Regions from separate parts of the Mus musculus genome. Here region 2 is linked to region 1. A link is a contact called in public HiChIP or PLAC-seq data. All regions are on one chromosome and are shown on one strand. The core of a region is the stretch at or near the end of the contact, and the rest is flanking DNA. Distances in the headings are between cores, read along the strand shown. Region 1 holds the start of Krt78 (keratin 78). Region 2 holds the start of Krt5 (keratin 5).

Region 1 (7,396 bases), core at 1,294-3,793:
CTTCATACAGACGTGTCAAGAAGCAGACGTGTTCTTTCAGAGACTCCAGGTTGCCTTCCAAATCCATCTTGCTCTGGAAAACCTCATCCACGTCCTGGGCACAGGAGACAGAAACCGTGCATGCCCCACTTCCTCTCAGGACACCCGTGCTGCTGTGTCTGAAGACCCCCTTTCTTCTCCCCATCCACCCTGCTCAGCACTATCTGCAGGATGCTGTCCCTGGTTAACCCCAACCCTCTGTGCTGCCTCTACTTCTGCCCCTGCCTCTTGCCACCCTGTAGTAAGCCCAGAGCCTGTCAAACAGCACTTCAGTCAGATCTTGGCTTTAAATCACTGTGTCTAGGTAAATATCCCATCCTGTCAGAGGGTGACTACATTCAGAGTGCCAACGTGTCCTTGATCACTATCTCCACCCTCTGGCCTCCCAGCCCAGGACCAGGCCTAGGACATAGTAGGGGCTTTCTGGGCGTTTGAGCCCCTCCCACCTTCTTAAGGACCACAAAATCATTCTGCACAGAGGCGTGCTTGTACGCTTCCTGGTCATACCTGCAAATGGAAAGGGGGAGTCAGGCACAAGTCAGAGCCCACCCCAACATTCTGTACCACCAAACTCTGAGTGTCTTCAGAGGCCTCAAGTCAGGAGCCACCATTGACCTCTCTCATTTCCTGTTAGGGGGTTCACACGGCCTCTCTATACCCCTGTGTCAGACTCTCAGCCTGTATCCCAGAGGACAGCAGGCCACGTGTTTTGATGGTTTCCCAAGCACTCAGAGGCCTCTGAACAGGAAAAGAGGGTTTTGTCATGGCAACAGGACACTCCACAGCAGATATGAAACTTTGGGTGCTTCTTCCTCTACCCCCTGGCCCCCATCCTGCTGCTTCCCAACTAGCCCTGAGGACCACAAAAGGAGATGACCTTTTCCCAGAATGTAACAGTAGAAACCACCACAGCTGGGAGAAGCAAGAGGCCTGCCCTCGCTCTCCAGCCCTCACCACCCCTCAGCCCAGGGCTGTCTGCCCAACCAGGCTGCCCAGGTAGAGGGTCTAGAACCACAGTCCAGCCATAAATCACACCATGGATCTGGGGATGTATGCACTAAAGTGACTTTCCTCCACCCAAGACCAGAGCACATCTGAGTCATGTCAGCCTCATAGCCTGCTAAACAGGAATTTCTCGAGAAAGCTATCAAGATGTTGTTTAAATAAGCCCTTCCCAGTCCTGACCAAATACATGGTCCTTTGTGGCTAGGCTTCAGCCCTCTGGAGAGAGCCTTCAACATTTTCCCCAGGTCTCTCTGGGCCTGGATGGGGGTGGGAGTCTCCTCTACATATTACAGGTAAACCTTGTGAATGAGGAGAGAGGAAGTCAAGAGCCAGAATGGAGGTCAGTCATGCAACACTGGGTGCTGGACACTTGGGAGACCCTCAGGCAGGCAGAGCATCACGCACCACCCCCCAGACACCACACCCAAGCATTTGCCCTACTTGGACTTATATTCATCCTCCTGGTCCTGATAGGTCTTCAGCTCAGAGTCCAGAGCCCTTCGCTCTCTCTGCAGCTCCTCCAGCTGCTGCCTGAGTCGGGCTAGGCAGGTTTCGAAGATGCACTCTAGACCCTGAGGGCTGCGATTGCCCTGCAGCTGCTGCAGCAGCTCCCACTTGGTCTCCAGTACCTTGTTCTGTTGCTCCAGGAAGCGCACCTATAACCAGACACAGGGTCCTGAGACTCCTGGGACTTCCCTGGCCCAGCCTCTGGAGAGGGAAGCCTAGAGACCCTCTTATGGACCCCTTTTTCTTGCCTTCCACCCCTGCCTGTGCAGAGGAGCCTCAAGCCCTCCCATAAGAACCTGTGCATATCCATGATGGGATGCAACAAGAGATCAGACTTCCTTCTCATCACTAGCCAGCTTCTCTGTGTCCCTGAGTCCCAGCCATGGAATAGCGGGGCATTGGCAAACCAGAAAGCCTCTAACTAGACCCTGGGAGGACATCCTTGCCACTGAAGTGATTAGAAAAAGCGGCAGGAGGTTGGATTTCCTCACTCTAGTTCATCTTGTCTAGAGCAGTTGTCTGTGAGAGGCCCAGAGGCAGGGGGCCAGGCTGTTTACCCCTCACCTTGTCAATGAAGGAGGCGAATTGGTTGTTGAGGCTTCTGATCTCTCGAGTCTCCTGTGTCTTCACCACCTGGAACTGGGGGTCAACCTCGATCTTCAGTGGGGTCAGCAGACTCTGGTCGACAGTCACTGCTTGGATGCCCCCTGGAGGGCACTGGGAAAATCCAGGCCCTCCCTTACCCTGCCCAAACCGTATCCCTTGCCTGGTCTCTGCCCCCCAGGCCCTCCCACAAGAGCTTCCTCTGCATCTCCTGGAGGAACTAAGGCTCCTGCTGCTGAAGCCAGTCCTGCCCCGAGCCCCTGAAAAGGCAGAACACGCTGAGTGGGCGCTGAAGCCCCTCTGGGCCCGGCATGGAGAGAGAGACATGGCAGAGACAAACAGGCCCGCAGCTTCAGACAGACTGGAGATGGTCACGGTGTATGTGCTTCTGCCCTGGGGCCCTGGCACGAGACTTTTATCCCCTCCCGTCCTTGGGCTGGGCCTTGGAGAGCAAGATGTTCTCAGTCTGACTGTGTCTGCCACTTGCTGCGGCTGACCTGCTCTGACACACCTGGGGAATGGGTACGTGGCACGTGCAGAGCCTGAGGTAGGAGACCCAGTCCCTGCCCCAGAAGCCAACAACATGCAAGCATCTCAAGATCTGAGCCACGGTTCTAGGCATCAACATTACTGGGGGGTATTCAAGGAAGGCTTCCTGGAAAAAGAGTGAGAAAAGTTTGTGCAGAGGAGAGGGTAGCATGGGGAAGTTGGACAAGGGAGAGCACAGCTCCCAAAGTGAGATCCAACCCCACAGAGACAGCACAGACCCTGAACAGCCAGGCTGGCAGAGGTTGTGCAGCAAGGACACACCATGATGTAGAAATGAACAGAAAAGCAGGGCACCCAGTCCCTCCTTTGGCCCAACCCAGCAATATCATCCAAGAGACAGCACCTGCCCCACACCGAGCAGGTATCTTTAGCCAGGATCTATACAGCAGCAGCCAATCCTGTGCTCTATTCCTCCCAACACACTACCCCAGGTCCCTCCAGCTGAAGCCCTTCCAGTGGATAAATGAGTGGCAGCCACTCCAAAATAAACTGTGCATCTAGGAGACTATGCCTAGAGCAGAAACAGAGGGTCTGGGATTCTCCCAGGATGGATCCCATCCCTGGTCTAGCAGGGATGTTCACCTAATATTACTGTGGTCCAACCTCCAGCCTGAGGCAGGGTCTCCTCATCCTGCAGGTGGTCCAGCTACTCCCGGGGAACTGCTAAGCCTCTCATCTCTGATTCATGGGGTTTCCTTTAGTGGGACAACAATGGCCCTGTTCCACTTCCTCTCCGAACACCTGGTGAATGCTGAGGGTGGACTATTTGGGGGTCTTTGAGGATGTGACTCCAAAGGAGAACAAACAGAAACTCACCAAACGCTGGAGAGATGCTATGAGGAAATCATTCTTGGCAATTAGCACAACCCTACAGGTGCTCCACCCAAGCCAGACAGCTGTGCACAACATGGTTCCGCTCCCTCCAGGAGTGAAAAGCCCCCAGCCACCGGCATCGCCTCGACGGACATCGACGGACATGAAGAACGTCTCTGAGGAGGCAGAGGTAGCAAAGAAGTTCAAGCAAGGTATGAGGGGTCAGGGAAGCCAGAAAAGAGGAGAGAAAAGATCCAAGAGAAAGCTGCCAGGATAGAGGAAGGGGAGGCACACTGAGCTGCCTGGAATCTACTTGGACCCCACTAAAACCTCAGCCCCAAAATATCCCCCACCACAGTCAGAGGCACTGTAAAAGGAAGCTTTGCCCACGTGTAGAGGAGTGAAACTGGATCCATATCTATCATCCTGCATAAAGATCAACTCTGAGCAGAGCTCTGTGTGAAACCTGAAATGCTGAACAGCTAGAAGAAGACATAATCAGCACCCTGCAAGACGCAGGTACAGAAAAGGGCTTTCCCAATAAGACGCATTCGTTCAGGAATTAAGCCCAACAGTTGACAAATAAGACCTCATAAAACTGAAAGCCAAAAGTGGGAGAGAATCTTTGCCGGCCATACATCTGATCGAGGGTTAATACCCAGGATATATAAAATAAAGAACTAAAAAGGAAGAGCCAAGAAAACAAATGATCCATTTAAAAAAAAAAAAGTAGAAGTAGGCTATAGTTCTGAACAGAGGGTTCTCAAAAGAAGAGATAAAGTGCATAATAAATATCTCAAAGTGTTCAACACCTTTAGCAATCAGGAAAATGCAAAACTGTTTTGAGGGGCTATGAGATAGCTCAGCAGGTAAAGGCACTCGCTGCCAAGCCCTAGCACCTGAGTTCAATTGCTGGGACCCACGTGGTGTCAGGGAGAACCAACTCTCACAGGTTGTCCTCAGTCTCCATAGATGCGTGTGTAGCATCGCTCACACACACACACACACTAACTCACATATACACACACATACACATTCACACACTCACACGTAGATAGATAGATGATAGATAGATAGATAGATAGATAGATAGATAGATAGATAGATAGATAGATAGATAGATAGAATAGATAGATAGATAGAATAGATAGACGATAGATGTATATGTAGGTAGGTAGATAGATGGATGAATGAATAGGTAGGTAGGTAGATAGATAGATAGATAGATAGATAGATAGATAGATAGATAGAATGAATAGATAGACGATAGATGTATATGTAGGTAGGTAGATAGATGGATGAATGAATAGGTAGGTAGGTAGATAGATAGATAGATAGATAGATAGATAGATAGATAGGTAGATAGATAGATAGGATGGATGGATAGATGGATAAGTGAATGGATAGATAGATAGATAGATAGATAGATAGATAGATAGATAGATAGATAGATAGATAGATAGATGGATGGATGGATGGATGGATGGATGGATGGATGGATGGATGGATAGATAGATAGATAGATAGATAGATAGATAGATAGATAGATAGATAGACAGACAGACAGACAGATAGATAGATAGATGATACTAAGATGTGAAAAATACCTTGAGTCTCACATTCTGCAATCAGAATGACTAAGATCAAGGAAACAAGTGACAGCGAATGGCAGTGGGCATGTGATGCATAGACACAGTGGAATACTACACAGCAAAAGAAACTGAAGCCTCGAACTTTCTAAGTTAACAGACGGAACTAGACCACTTTCTACCAACTGAGGCAGCCCAGACCCAGTAAGACCAACGCCACATTCTCTCTCTAATTGTGGAGTCTAGCTCCGAATCTCTACATGTATGTAACCTGGAGTAACCACAGGAGACAGGAAAATAAAAAGGGTTTATGCTGGGGTGGGGGAGGCTGTAGCGAGGGAGATAGTTGGGCACCCATTCTATGAAATGAGAAAATGGGGTGAGGGACTTCATCTGGGAGAGGGAAGAAACAATGAGGGGCGAGAGAAGATGGAGAGAAAACACCAAGGATGGTTGAAAAAGCTTAGGGAAATCCTATTTTATGCTTACTTAAAAATACATCCGTGCCTGTGTAAACATACATAAGTAGTTAGATGGGGCTGTGACGTTTGTGGGGATACTGCTCTTTTCAAGAGCCACAGACTATCTAGAGAAAAAAAAATGGTACCAAGCATGGGAAATCTCCCTCTGAGTTTTTAGTTCATGGCACTTCAAGAGACTAAAAACAATGCCGGCTGTTGTCATTGCCCTTTGTTGCCTCGAAAAAGGCAGTAAATAAGTTAAGACCCTATTGATAAAGACACCACACACTCGCACACTTAGGGCCCAGGACCTGGAGGAACTTCCTGAAAGTCCCTGTGGTGACAAAGTGCTATGCATGCCACCAAGGGGAAAGCAATCAACAGGCCTACCCAGCTGTAAAGCTTCTGATCACAGTGACTGGACCAGAAAGATCCCCACGATGGTGCAATAGGGACACCTTTATCTTAGGGTGACCAGCACTGTCTAATTGGGCGTAAAGTCCACTCAACAGGAGGGAATGTGTGCCTGGTATTGTAAACCTGGCCAGCTACCCATGGCTGGAGTGGCCACATTGCCAGTTCCTAATTCTGTGTTCTAAATACTTCAGCTTATACTCAAAGATGGATGTAGCTCTTATCCCTCACCAAAGTAGCGTTCTTTTTGCAAGAGGTAAAAACTATTTCGTGGGGACACTAGAGGTCAAAATACAGAGAAGAAGAGACAGTGGGATGCTCAACCCCCAATTACATCTGCAACACAATCCCTAAGGCTTGGAGAAAACCATGAAAGGGGGCAGAAATATTTCAAGAGCCAGGGGACCAGATCATCTGCTGTGAGGTCGAATCTTCTCTATATGACAGGGACGCAGCACGGTGACTCTCAACCATACAGTTGCCTGAACAAGACCAGCATTGTGACAATATCAGTTGACAGTGTGGGCAGTGTAGACAGGAAAAACTCTACATGGCCCCATTCCTAGATGAAGAGCTACAGGTCATCAGTGTTTGCTAAAAAGGGGACACTCATTCTCCTCCAAGAGTGAGCCCCCACATAGTTTGTCCAGTCCCAAATGGTTGGCACTGAACACATGTACACATGAAACAAGCTAAATAGACTCAGTAACAATAATAATTAGAGATCATAAATGTGGGGGTGACATGGGATGAGTTGGAGGGGGTTGGAGGGAGTGAAGGGGCAAAAGTGATGTAGATACAGTGCTGTTTGTTTGTTTGTTTGTTTGTTTGTTTGTTTTTCTGTGTAGCTCTGACTGTCCTGGAACTCACTCTGTAGACCAGGCTGGCCTCGAACTCAGAAATCTGCCTGCCTCTGCCTCCCAGGTGCTGGGAATAAAGACATATGCCACCATGTCCAATGATATTAAATTGTTTAAAAGAGAAAAAGGAGTTGGAGCCTCCCTGCCTGCTGCCTCAGTGGGCCTTGCTTACGTACATCTCTGGGGTCCCACAGGGACTGAGCTCAAACATCTTTCTCCCACTTTGTGTTGAAGGGGGACGGGTGTCACACCAAGCATGGGGTCAAATCCACGTCTGTGACGATTCCATGCCTGTTACGCTATGCAGCATGAGATCCACAAGAAGCTATGAGGTCACAGGATCCAATGCCTTTGTTTTGCACTTGACCTGTTCAGGCTCCTGAGGGTGTGGGGCAGGAACAGACCATGCTTTCTTAGTAACCAGAGAGATTGCACCAGCTGAACTCACATGATGTCTGCTCTGGAACTCAGTCTAGGATCTAAGGGACTTAACCAACAACACCCACACAGAAGACAGTACACGGAATGAAGCCAGCGCACCTCCTGCCCTCAATCC
Region 2 (7,396 bases), core at 1,358-3,857, 240 kb before region 1:
TGTCCTCGTACTGGGCCTTGACCTCAGCGATGATGCTGTCCAGGTCCAGGCTGCGGTTGTTGTCCATGGAAAGGACCACAGATGTGTCAGAGACGTGTGTCTGCATCTGGGACAGCTCCTACAGGGACCCTTGAAGTTAGTCATCTGATTCTTTTATTTAACTTGAGTTTCATTCAAACTTCCCATCTATTGTGTCATAATAAAATATCCACAGGGAAAATTTGGGTTAATTGCTCACCGCATCAAAGAACATCTTCATGAAGTTGATCTCGTCCATCAGGGCATCGACCCTGGCCTCCAGCTCCACCTTGTTCATGTAGGCAGCATCCACATCCTAAGGAACACAGATGGTTGGCATGGACCGACATGCACCTACCTCAAATGGCTCCGCCTCCAGGAGAGCACAGCCCAGGGCTGCTGCTTTCCCTTCGCCACACCCACCTTCTTCAACATCACAAACTCATTCTCAGCCGTGGTACGCTTGTTGATCTCATCCTCATACCTGGTGGTCAAAGGGACAGGAAGGATGAGTCAGAGGACAAGGGTCAGAAAAGGGTATCTGTGCAGTCACTGTGAGCAAGCATTCACACTAGAAAGAGGCTGCTCACATCTCATAGGCAGACAAGTATGGGACACCCTGAGCCCCGGGCAAGCCCCCAGCCCCCATAATATGCTGCCTTTTCTGAAGTTGCCTGCCAAAACCTCATTCCAGCATCATTGCTATTCTCCTGTTTCACCCATAATCCTGCATGAGTAGAGGTATAGCTTGTGGGAGAGCACTTGCTTAGCATGCACACATTCCTGAGTTCGCTCTCCAGCACCGTCAAATGCATAAGCCAAGAAACAAAACACTGGCAGCCCCTTTAATCAGTATCTGATTTATGCAGCTAAAGGAATTCTTGGAGCCACCAAGCAGGGGGATTCTGCCATCAACTCCCAGAAACTATCAAACACAGTGCCGTGTGTTTTTGAGGGCACTGGGAAGAAAGCCTGAGAGGGTGAGGGTTCCAGGTGGCACTAGGGGCACACGCTGCTACTTGGGTGGGTGGGTAAATGCTTTATAGAGGGACCTGAGCCTGGGACTGGGACTCTCTGGACAGACTTGGAGCTATTCTTAGTGGTGTAACGCATGCTGCTAGCCTGTGGAGAAGACAGAGGCCACCGTCTGGCTATGGGGCATATCTGATACAATGAAGATCCTGACGCCTCTTTCCCCCACATCACAGCTCACTTGTTCTTGTAGTCCTCCACCAGGTCCTGCATGTTCCTCAGCTCTGAGTCCAGGCGGCCCCTCTCCCCCAGAACCCCGTCCAGCTGTCTACGGAGGTTGTTAATGTACTGTTCAAACAACGGATCCAGGTTCTGCTTTATGGTCTTGGTGCCCTGCTCCTGCAGCAGGGCCCACTTGGTGTCCAGGACCTTGTTCTGCTGCTCCAGGAACCGCACCTGGAGGGGCCGAGTGGGAGGGGGGGAAGGTTTGGGTTTGAGGCTTCTGTGGTATTTTCACTAGTGTGCTACCTGTCACATGCTGTCCCACCAAATCTTGTGTTCAGTACCTGGCCTGTGACCTGTGAGGGACAATCGGCACTGATGCTCCTAACATCATTCTTTTAGGAAAGATAGGGGACAGCCAGCCCAGTAGTAGGTGGATGAAATGTGATCTAATTATTCACTGGGGCTGAAAACCCTCTTAGACTGCTCTATAGACACTTAGGTCTCCCTGCAATCCTGTTATGTGAGTCCTTAGGTCATCTCAGTCCACTGGGACCAGACACCCTTATGGGGCAACCTCTGGAGGAGAGGAACTCTGACTCTGATTTCCAGATGCCAGTCTAACTGAAGAGCAACACAAACCAGGACAGAGCATCAACTAGCAACACAGGCAGTATCAGAGCTGAGACTGAAGCCTCTTCCCTCCACCTTTGTTCAGCATTCCCTGTAGACACACAGGCTGCTCTAGGGAGGACATGTCTCACCTTGTCGATGAAGGAGGCAAACTTGTTGTTGAGGGTCTTGATCTGCTCCCTCTCCTCAGTCCTGACCCGCTGGATGGTGGGGTCGATTTGCAGGTTCAGAGGGGTGAGGAGGTTCTGGTTAACGGTGACCTCTTGGATGCCTCCAGGTGGGCACACCGGGAAGCCAGCTCCCCCATAGCCACCACCAAAGCCAGCTCCACCACCGAAGCCAAAGCCACTACCAGCTCCACCACCAAAACCAAATCCACTGCCGGCTCCTCCTCCAAAGCCAAAGCCACCAGCACCAAATTGGTTCCTGAAGCTGCCTCCGCCAGAACTGTAGGATATCCTTTTGGAGCCCCCCACATTGTACAGGCTCCGGCTGCCATAGCCCCCGGCTCCACAAGCACCCCCAAGGCTGATCCTGCCACCACCACCACCACCACTGCGGGACACCGAGCTGAAGCTCGTACGAGAGACAGATGGGGTGATGGCAGAGGCGGCGCTGAAAGAGCGGCTGCCCCCACTTCGGAAGGACACACTGGACTGGCGAGACATGATGGTTCCTGGAGGAGCAAGAACACTGGGCGCTGGTGGTGGGGAGGTGCTGGCGAGGTCAGCGGCGTTCAACAGGACGCTGTGGGTGGCTCTGTAACTTAGGAGATTTGAGGTCCCCTTTTATCCCCTTAGAAGTGGGTTGGGCAGAGGAGCTGTCGAGCTGTGAATGATTAGTGGGCTGGGCATGCCTGGGGGGCAGCTGTGAGCTCACCCAGCACACCTGCACAGTGGTGTGGGGTGTAAATGCTGCTCCCAGCAGGCTCTGCTCAGTTAGGAATAACCTTTCCTTACAGAGCTGGTGTCCTGGCAGTGTGTTGGGGGGGTTCTCTCGTCACCCCAGATCTGGGCTTTGTGTGTAGCCTAGAAGGATGCCAGGACATAAGGGCTATTTGTCTCTGGCCACTGTCCTAGCGAACATTAGCAAGAATCAGTGACATGATCAGTCTGGTTCATGTTGCTTTGCCAGCCCAGCTTTGGGGTTTCTGTCCATCTGTGGGGCTCCTGTCCAACTGTGGGCAGAGCAGGTCACCCACTTGACAATGACCTGTTCTTCTCATGCTGGGCTGTGTGGTGGGTGCTGCAGAGACCTGAGCTCTTGGCAAGGTGACCCACGGCCTCTTTTCTTGGGTATATTCCAGAGAGAGAGGAGTAGAATTGAGTCCTTCGCTGTGCAACGCTTTCTTTAAGAGTGGTCCATTCACCCAAGACATCACTGGGCAAGATTCAGACCAGAAAGGCTCCCTTAAGCCCCAGGCTTAAGAAAAAAACAAACAAACAAACAAAACAGAGGATGTGGGTCTCCTGACCCAGGCTGTACACTATTCACTTTAAGGCCAGGTCCAGCCCTTCACAGTCCCTCCTAATTCAGCGTTTTGTCTTGCTTTGATGTTTCTTTGTCCTGGGGAGGCCTGTGTAGGGGCTTATTAAGCCAGGGATCCCATGTAATCCTTTACAAAAAAGTCTTGACTCTCTGGACTGCTCTGCCAGCCTCCCCGGTGCCCCCCAAGCTGTGTTCCAGCAAGTTCTCAGTTATTCCACCAGGGAAGACGTGAGTCACTGTATCTGTTGATACAGGCTGAAGGCCGCCGCAAACACATACCTGCAGGAGCTTCTAATCTCAGCAGGAACATGTTGAGAATTGGCCGGCCTGTTATAACGGGGAACCACCCTGTTCCAAGCAGCGGGAACTGCTGTGTTTCCTCTATCTCTGGCCCAAAGCCTCCTTCAGGGCCAAAGGCATGGAAAATGGAATTTTAAATCCGTGAGCTAACTGCCAGACAAACTAGACAGAGCAAGTTGGGGGGACCAGGCAGCTGGCACAGCAGCCTGCTGGTTACTCCAATGAGTGAGAGCTTCCAGACGACTCTTCTGCAAAGCTTCACCTGTAGCGACTTATGAAAGAAAGGACGCTGGTTAGATTTTAGCCAGTGTCCATCCCAAGCTACGCCCTGTCATTCTGGCTCAGGACTTGAGTGGGATCACCTCTCTTCCTGTCCCAGAGGAAAGTGGGGCTCTTGGACCCAGTTGGCTGAATCGGGAGGAGTGATGTGGGAACTATTGAGAGGTCATGGTCCCAGGAGAGTAGGACATAGGAACCTCTGCACAGAACCTAAGGTTGCCACGAGGAAACCAAGGCTGTGGGAAATAATTCTTGAGGGCTGAGGGTCTGCTGAGCTGGTGATGGCTCACCAGAGGCTTGGCTGTCAAGACTGCTGATAAGTAATCCAATCACTGGCCAAGCTGGCCTGGCAGGTTTGGGCAACAGGCTTGGGTGTCTCGGTCTGGAGAGTCTCAGAGACTATGCCGGTGTTAGCTTTTGCTGCCATTTCGCAACAAGGTATGAATGTCCAGAGACACACCGGAGATCCTCAGCCCTAAGAAGAGCAGCTTGAGGCTTGATGCATTGCTACTGCTAGGAGGCCCCTCCTTTCTAGAAAATCACTGTTAAGGTATGCCCCACCAAACACACACACACACACACACACACACACACACACACACACACACACACACACACACACAGCATTGGTACTGTCCCACTGCCCTGGGGGAAGCTCCATCCCTCCAGGAGCTTCTGGACACCAACCCCCACCCCTGGTCTTTGTCTATGCTATGAAGCTGGGCTTGGCAAGACAGGAGTTCATTCTGGCTGGCCTGAGACTTGTCATAATAGCCACACTCCAATCCCAGGGACAGAGACCAGAGGCCGGTGGGTGTGTTGGGATGCCTCACAAGAGAATCAGTGCTCTGTCTGAGCTCTGTGGGAGTCTCCCTGGTAGGGAGGGTGAACCCTCCTGCGTCACCAGATCAGTTGGGTATAAGCAACAGAGAAACCTGTTACTTATACTCAAACAGAGAACCAAGCACCAGCACCTCTGCTGAGTGGGAGACCCACCCCAGCTTGGCATCTCTGTGGGCAGGAGGAACAGGATCACACTGAGTCCCTGGGATCTCCTGTAGGGCACTCCCAGGACATGGCTGGACATGTCACCTAGCTCCTATTTAATTACCAAAACCCATTCAGGGCTATGGGGTCCCCAGCAGCTGGCCTCTCTGTCAGAGGGACAAGTCACAAGGCAGCGCCTCTGCCCCGGAGAGCATAGAACCTGGGCCTGTTTTATGAACAGATTCATGGGTGAGAAAGAGGTAAATCCACAAGACCTTACCAGAATCCTCTCCTCAGGTCCCACGCTCCAACCTCTGTGTCTTTGAGCAAAGATGCTTAATAGATGATAGTTCAATAAAATAAAATGGTTTTGCACATCTGACAGGGCACAGATCCCAAAGTCCAGGGCCTCTCATCAGCTTCCCTGTAAACACCTCAAGTTATCACTGGGTAAACTTGACAGATACAGGGTCCTCTCTCAAGCCCTTCCCCAGGTCTCCGTGTGAACTCTCTCTGTCCTTTTTCTGAGTCCCAAAGACCTGCCTGTCTAGTTCCATCTCTGGGTCTGTATCTATAGGCCAAGTCTTTTGTCCTCTTCGGACAGGACACCTTCTGAGGTCAGAGGAACACTACTCCATATTATGAGCCTCTCTCTGCTGCTTGTGCTTGCATCCCAGCTTAGATAGTATGTTGGAGCCCTTGGAACCCCCACATCCTGAGCAGCCCCCAGGGAAGGAGGCGGGCAATGGTGCCTTCATCTTTGCAGCTCTTCCCTTGAGTGCTCTGCACAAAACACAGGGAGGATGGCTGAGGCATGAGTCACGTATTCATTGGGCTATGGTTGGCAGTCCCATCCAGAAGCCTGGAGCCAGTTCACAAGATGGGGATGGGCAGATGGAGCAGTGAGCCCGCCCCAGACAACTCTCCACAAAGCCTAGCCTCAGGGAGGAATTGAGGAAAGAAGAATTTTCCTGCCTCTGCCCAAAGCTATAGTGTGCTACCCCTAAAGTTCTGGGGCCCAGTATGGGGCTCAGTGGATTCTCAGTGTTGCAGAAGCTTAGAAGGTGTGTGTGTGTGTGTGTGTGTGTGTGTGTGTGTGTGTGTGTGTGTGTGTGTGAGAGAGAGAGCCTGAGTACAAGAGAGTATTGAGTTTGAGAGAGTGTGTGTACTGTATGCATGTGTGTGTGCACTCACTCGAGTGTTTGTGCAAGAGTGTGGTGCATGCACTAAAGACAGAATTATGTGTGAGCATGCACATGTGTGTGTACCCACATGCATGTGTGTATGTACTTGCCTGTGTGTGTGAGAGTATGTATACTTGAGTGCAAGAGACTATGTGCTCTTGAGAGAGAGTGTGTGTGCTATATGCATGTGTGTATGCATTCGCATGTGTGTGAGTGTTTCGTTTCGAGCACTCAAGAAAGAATTATGTGTGTGAGCATGCACAGGTGTGTATGTGTTAGTATCTTTGTATGTGTGCATGTGTGTGACAGAGAGAGAGTGTATGCCTATGTGCTTAAGAGAGAGAGAGAGAGAGAGAGAGAGAGCTTGAATACACATGCAAGAGTATGGTGTGTGTACTCAAAAGAGAATTGCATGTATGGGCATGCACATGTGTGTGTAAACATATGCATGTGTATATGTGTTTGCCTCTGTGTGAATGTGTGTGTGTGTGTGTGTGTGTGTGTGTGTGTATGAGTGTGTATAACTGGCCATGCTGTGAAGCTGGGAAGTTAGACACATAACTCCCAGCAATTCAAGGTTGACTGTAGAAGCTAGGAACCATGCCAGCTTATTGAGGACTCTCAGACCCAAGTCTGAGACAAAGCCTAGGTAGAAATGGAAATGTCCAGAAATAAAGTCTTGGTTCAGGTTGAGCTTGGGAGCCCAGATTTCATTACTGGAGCCTTGAGTCTCAGTGTTGAATTTTCTTATCTAAGTATTTTTCACTGATTTGGCCTCACTCTCGGCTGTATCTTGCCCCCCAATACAACCCTCAAAACATTCCAGAACTCTGAACATGCCTGCCCAGCCTCTGGTTCCACAGTTCCCTTCATAGACTATGGAGGAAATGAACGTGAGCTTGTTGGAATGGGCTATGCCGGCTGAGATTTTCATGCTGAGCTGGCTGAGGCAGGCAGGAAGGGTGGGGTAACACACTGGGGGTTGTGGGGAGCAGTCTTGGCCCCATCCCTCAGATTTAGCATGCGATTGGCACTTGAAATCCAGAGCTGTAGAACAGAGCCCTGAGTGTCTCTCCAACAGGCCTTTGCAAGCCTCGGGATGCCCGTCCCTCACTTCAAGGGTATTTTGCCAGTGGCGTGCATACCAAGTCTTTGAAAAATCCCCCTTGCTTGGTTGAAACTATGGACTGGAAATCAACAAATGTTTTAATTAGTCAGAAGGGCTAAAAAATGGATATACCTGCCCAGCGAGAACTTTTGGGCTTTACTTTCCCATAATGGGAGGATTCTCGTTTTCAAACAGAGAGAGAGGA

The links. HiChIP or PLAC-seq counts read pairs in DNA pulled down with a chosen protein or histone mark.
Region 2: a contact with region 1 is called in a FOXA1 HiChIP or PLAC-seq map of pancreatic cancer cells. The contact joins the promoter of Krt5 here to the promoter of Krt78 in region 1. A contact is called at or near these places in 11 of 39 promoter capture datasets (the 3T3-L1 cell line, the C10 cell line, HPC-7-derived erythroid cells and 5 more), 3 of 484 Hi-C or Micro-C datasets (embryonic stem cells and nephron progenitors), 1 of 115 datasets of contacts at active chromatin or transcription factors (pancreatic cancer cells) and 4 of 9 other capture datasets (adipose tissue, liver, macrophages and 1 more).

What each region holds. Positions count from the first base shown.
Region 1 is chr15:101,951,744-101,959,139 of GRCm38.p6, forward strand. Krt78 (keratin 78) reads right to left here and starts at 2,544. Exons shown (of 9, transcript NM_212487.4): 1 at 2,116-2,544; 2 at 1,486-1,700; 3 at 486-546; 4 at 1-94. The coding sequence starts at 2,481.
Region 2 is chr15:101,710,298-101,717,693 of GRCm38.p6, forward strand. Krt5 (keratin 5) reads right to left here and starts at 2,608. Exons shown (of 9, transcript NM_027011.3): 1 at 1,977-2,608; 2 at 1,232-1,446; 3 at 442-502; 4 at 239-334; 5 at 1-118. The coding sequence starts at 2,513.